2 separate regions of the Sus scrofa genome follow, and region 1 is linked to region 2. The links are chromatin contacts, called in public HiChIP or PLAC-seq maps. All regions are on one chromosome and are shown on one strand. The core of a region is the stretch at or near the end of the contact, and the rest is flanking DNA. Distances in the headings are between cores, read along the strand shown. Region 1 holds the start of MTMR11 (myotubularin related protein 11). Region 2 holds the start of MRPS21 (28S ribosomal protein S21, mitochondrial).

Region 1 (2,749 bases), core at 250-2,749, 320 kb before region 2:
CAGCCTCTAATCGTCCAATGTTGGCCAGGGAAAAATCATACTCACTGCTCAGGGGAGTCTCCTAGAGGAAGCACATGACTGATGCTGAAGTGGTCTGGAGTCTCGTTCATATCCTACCTTGGCAGCTCTAGCCTCCCTGGAGAGCGTCCCCATGGACTATCCCTGATACTCTCAGAAGACAGCCCTTAAGCATAACTTATTATCACACTTCCTGTAATGTTTGTCGAAATCTTCTAGACTTCCTTACCCACTTCCTGCAAGTTGTCCTTTCTACTGCCCTAACCATCTCACCTGACTCCGCTGCCATCCACAGGGCTGGAAGGTGACCCTCAAGTTGCTGCAAATCAGGGTTCCTGGCAATTCAGGTTCCAGCCCCTTCCTCACCCCTGGGGCCCATGCTAGGATCTGCTCCCCTGCAGGGCAAGAATGGAAGCGAGGTTATGACTGTTCCCTGCGTTGTCCACACTTGCATACACCCACTCCTCTCAGACTGGAGAATCTAAAGAGGGAAGATTAAGATCCTCCCCTCACCCCATGAGAATGAAAGCTTAGGAGGAGAGAATTTACATTCATTTACTCTAGAGTCTAGATAGTGCCTCACACATAGTAGTCACTCCAATATTTACGGAATAAGTAAATGAGAAAAGGACTAACAGGGTCAAGAAAACAAGACGAGCCATCAAGGTTCAAGCTTGTAGCCGGCCCTGGACAGAGAGGAGAGCAAGCCTCAGGCAGAAGCACTTTGAGCCAGGAGAGGAATGCAGAGGTATCTTGGTGGTGAGATTTGAAACAAGGTTTGAGGAGGACGAAATATGGAGGAGTCTTTGGAGATCAGAAGTATTGGAAGGGCATTATTACCTGGGAGACATCCAGAGGCCAGGCAACTGCCAAGCTGACGACTTCTGGGCTCTGGCATTGCACGCCCCTGGACAGACTTTGGTCCCGAGAGCTGGGAAGAGTGTAGGGTTAATCCCCAGGCCTCTCCAATCCTGGGGTCTAGGGTTACTTCAGCAGCCACCTTTGGCGGCCTACACTCAGTCTCAGGGGAAACTGAGCTCAGGACTGGGGTTGGTAGATAGTAAAGGGAGGGGCTGGTTAATGGATAATGAGACAATGAACTTGAGACTGAAAAATACCAAGCTCCATCAACCGAGGTTGATATGAGACACACCCTCCTCCTCCTCAAGATCCTTTTCCTCCCTCTTTCTCCACATCACCCCTATTTACACCCTCTTGCCAATGCCCCCCTTCCCCAAGTCCAAGTTTCCACTCCTTACCCCCATCTCTGGCTCCTCCTTCTGGGGGGCGATGTTGAAACTCTGGCCCCGGCCCCCCCACCACATTTCTCTGGCTCCATCCGGGGATGGAGCACTCGAGGGGCGAGGATGCTCAAGCCCTTTGGGGAGAGGCTGAATCTGATAGTTGAGAGAAGGGAAGCTGAGAGGGGCAGGGGGAGGATTCAAGGGAAAGGAGCATCTGTGGTGCACGGAGCACGATTTGGGGTCTTTGAAAGGTGTGTCCAGTGCAGCCAGAGAAGGCTCCTCGGAAACTTCGGTGTCGACTCTAAAGAGGGCGGGAGAGATGCCCAGCCCCTTAAAGGGGAATACACACAATTTTGGAAGGGTGGAGAGGAAGTGGAGGAGCCTAAGAAAGGTGCGGAAAAAATGAGGAACTGAGAAAATACCCAGATTCCCTTCTTTACCCTAATCCCAGATCCTATTAGCTTCCTGTTAATGAGCTTGGAGACTGAGGGGAGCAGTAATTCCAGTATTAAACTGAAATCATGTGGGCCACTTCCTGGGACTCACAGTGATGGCTTCCCTGGGAAACTGGTTTTCTTATGCTTTCTTAAAAGGGGGGAGGGGGAGGGGTGGGAGGGAAATAAAAGTAGTTAAGTTCTCCTTACTGCCTCCCCTGACAGACCTAACAAAAGCTGTTGAGAAGAAATAAATGGAAATTGGCCTTCAGGAGATTGTTGCCTAGGGAGGCCCAAGAATTGGGGAGGAAAGTGAGTTAAAGTGTTTTTGTATATCCTCCAGAGAGCATGAAGCATACTTCATAAGGGTACAATGGAAAAGTAGGGAGAGAAATTGAAATATCTGCAGGATGCAGACATAAGTACAGGTATGTTTACTTGCAAGTTTTGGGGGTGGGGATGGGCGGCCCAAGGAAAAGATCTTACCACTTAACCCATCAAACACACACACACACAAACACACACACACACACACACACACACACCCTATTGGAAACTAGAGCCGCTTCAGGTACAAGAGCCCTCCCTTCAGCCCAGACACCAGATCTCCAAATTAAAGATTCATGTAAGGACTTTGAAAGCTGAGGGCTGGAAACTGTTCAGTGCAACAATCCCATCCCTGCAACTCAAGAAGCAAAGATGGGTGGGGAGGGCACTGGAAGGAAAGTAAAGGAACCGTAGCTGACAGTGACTGGGAGTAGGACTGCAAAAATCTACATCTAGATTTGAAAAAGGAAATAAAATACAAAGTAAGAGTTAATGAGCTGCTGTTTTATTGATTTAGAGACCATACAGAGGCAGCAATTCTTAGGTGGGGGCCCAAGATTTCCGAAGTTTCTGAACTCTCTCCTCCTCCCAGCACACACACCCTTCCGGCTTTAAAAGTTCCCTGTCTTGGCTGGAGCTGTGGAAATAGTGAATCTACTGTGTGAAAAGGAGTTGATCTGAAACAGAGAGGCCTACACCTGCTAGAAAGGTGACCCAGAAGCCTGA
Region 2 (2,963 bases), core at 189-2,688:
TTCCTGTGACAAATTTTGTGTAACTGAAGTCAGATATTAGTTCCATTTTATAAATGAGTAAATAGACTGAGAGTTTAAATCAAGGGGTCAGCAAGAATCATATACCATATATACTTTGTGGGCCATACACCTCTGCTACAACTATACAACTCTGCCAATGTAGCCCAAAGCAGCTATACCTAATATATAAACAAACAGTAGAGCTGTGTTCCAATGAAGTTTGTTTGTTTTCTTGTTTTTTTTTTTTTTTTTTTTTTTTGCCTTCTCTAGGGCTGCTCCCGCAGCATATAGAGGTTCCCAGGCTAGGGGTCGAATCGGAGCTGTATCCATCAGCCTACGCCAGAGCCACAGCAATGGGGGATCCGAGCCGCGTCTGCAACCTACACCACAGCTCATGGCAACACCGGATCCTTAACCCATTGAGCAAGGCCAGGGATAGAACCCACAACCTCATGGTTCCTAGTCGGATTCATTAACCACTGTGCCACCAAGGGAACTCCCCAATGAAGTTTTATTTACAAAAACAAAAGCGGAGTTGGACTTGACCTGTAGGCAGTACTGTGCAGACCTCTGGTTTAAGAGACTTGTTCAAAGTCAAATGCCTGATGAGTATCGGATTTTGGATAGAATCCAGATCTCCTGACTTCCAATCCAGTGCTTTTTCACCATATTATGTTGTCGCCTATATAATGTGTTTTGCATTTACCATATTCTACCTTGTTTTACTATTTATCTTTTACACCTACTTACTGTGCTTTGTTAGTCTGAGACACACTGAAATATTATCAACAGTTCCTGATACAAACTAGGCTTTCAATAAAAGCTTGCTGATGAGCATAGTCATGTCCTAACCTAGCTCTATTTTGGTACTTTGAACCTGGCTTATTCTAAAGCAGGCTTCAGTTTCTGTGTGAATTCTATTAGCATAATTGACGAGAATACATCTGTGTGTGTATGTGCCTGTGTTTTAGGGGAGGTACTCAAAGAACCTTATTACGCAAGTACCTGGTTGAGAACCTGCTTTCTTCTTTTGAGACTTTCCCTACTGTTTTCCAGTAGCCACTTCCGGTAGATTCGAATTTATGTGAATAACCATTAATGGATGGACATATGTGTAGAAGTAACATACGAATAAAATAAAAGGAAAGCTTTTTCCACAGTGACGAGGAAGTTAAAAAAGAGATATTTCTAAGTTTCACTTGGAGACAAATGGGATAGAAGCTGACATAAAATAGTCTTTGATTCTAAATCCTGCAGATGTTTCCCAATTCTTCCTTCAGTGATTTCACTTTATTTAGTGAAATGGCTGGGAAGGTGCTATTATAGGAAACTCAGAGTATGTTCATTTCCTTTCTGTTCCTAAGTTTTCAGGCAGATAAGGGGTGTAAAGCTGTTTTTCATCCGGAGGACAGACCTCAATGAATTTGTGTCCTTTGCGAAGAGAAAACAGGAAGCATGCTCAGGAAGCTTCGCCTGTTTCTCTCATTTTCCTTCCAGAAAAAGAAAAGGATTAGATATCTATTTAAGATTTAATAGGATTAAGGGGTACGGAAATCAGGCTGACCTCAGAGGCCGAAGGACGGCGACTCCAAGAGAAGACGGAAGAAGCTGTTTGAGGGGAATTTAAGGCAAGTATTTTGCTTTGCCAGGTGTTGAGTTCAAGCCCGGGGGTTGACGATGAGCCGGGGGAGTGAAGAAACCTTCGATCCAGGCCAAAAGGAATGTTGCCACGGTTTCCACAGTTTCCACTTAGCTCCTCTCTCGGGTGGGTCCTCTTGTCTGCGCGCGGCGCTGGGGATTACGTAACTTCCGCTTCCGCTTGAGGCGGGCTTCGCGTCGGCGGGGCGCTGAGGAGCGAGGGCTTCGTCCTGGGTTTGGGGGAAGTGAGGAGATTGGGGCGGGAGGGCGCAGTTGGCCTCGTTCCTAAACACCAAGAAGGACTCCCTTCCCAACTCCTACCCCAAACCGTCCTGTGACCGTGAGCGGTAATTAGGGGGGAGGGGAACGCCTGCAAAGTGTCCCAGTTGGCCCTTGTCTAGGCAAGTAAATTTCTGTGAGGACGGCCAGCTACCGTCTCTTTTCATCGCTATGGTAGGGTTTGTATTGGCAAGGAGAATGAGGGAGTCGCGTGTACTTTCTAGAATATGAGGACTTGACCCTGTCTCGCATATTCCAGAGCCCGATGCATTTCCAGACCCATAAATAAGCCACGTGGTTTTGTATTCTGTTGTGTTTCTCTTTCTTACCTGATCTCTATAGTTTACTTCTTTCGCCATCATACTTTAGGTCCTGCAGAGTAACGACTTAAATCCAAGGTCATGGCAAATCATCTGAAGTTCATTGCCAGGACTGTGATGGTACAGGAAGGGAACGTGGAAGGTGCATACAGGACCCTAAACAGGTAACTGCCAAGGGACCAGAATCATGGCTAGACCAACTCTCTTGAGAAGGGTGGTTGTTTTGTCTCTTCCCCTGGCATAGGTTGTCTCAAACTAGTGCCAGTTGAGGTGTTCACAGACTTGAAACTTCTCAGCCCCTCATTTTTCTATCTTAAAAATGAAGTTATTCCCCAAATTTAACTGTATGAAGGTTATTCATCAGCAGTCATATCTTTGATGACGAACCTGCATTCTATCCAAGATTTTAAAAAAACCCAAAGGGAAAATCAAGTTAGAAAGTTGCTAGTAAGGGGGAAGGTAGTACATGACATATTAAAAGCTGATCGAGGGATTGGTGTGGGACAAGGCCAATGGGAAACATGAACTCAGATTTGGGATCTTAGAGAAGCAAGCAAGAGATGGAAAAGTGTTAGAGGTTCAGAGAAAGATTACGGCAAAAGCAAAAAACATGCTGATGGAAATGAAGTGGCCGGAGTGGAGGAGCTGTGTTGAAAGGTTTTGAATGCTAGGCTAAGAAATTTGGAATGACTCTAATAAAGAAGGCCTCAAGCAAAGAGCTCCTTA

The links. HiChIP or PLAC-seq counts read pairs in DNA pulled down with a chosen protein or histone mark.
Region 1: an H3K27ac HiChIP or PLAC-seq map of alveolar macrophages shows a contact between it and region 2. The contact joins the promoter of MTMR11 here to the promoter of MRPS21 in region 2. A contact is called at or near these places in 1 of 5 promoter capture datasets (fetal liver), 1 of 47 Hi-C or Micro-C datasets (heart right ventricle) and 1 of 2 datasets of contacts at active chromatin or transcription factors (alveolar macrophages).

Annotation. Positions count from the first base shown.
Region 1 is chr4:99,113,924-99,116,672 of Sscrofa11.1, reverse strand. MTMR11 (myotubularin related protein 11) reads right to left here and starts at 1,499. Exons shown (of 17, transcript NM_001243446.1): 1 at 1,278-1,499; 2 at 859-949; 3 at 292-413; 4 at 1-61. The coding sequence starts at 1,343.
Region 2 is chr4:98,793,698-98,796,660 of Sscrofa11.1, reverse strand. It overlaps MRPS21 (28S ribosomal protein S21, mitochondrial), which reads left to right and starts at 1,438. Exons shown (of 3, transcript XM_013988092.2): 1 at 1,438-1,628; 2 at 2,287-2,401. The coding sequence starts at 2,319.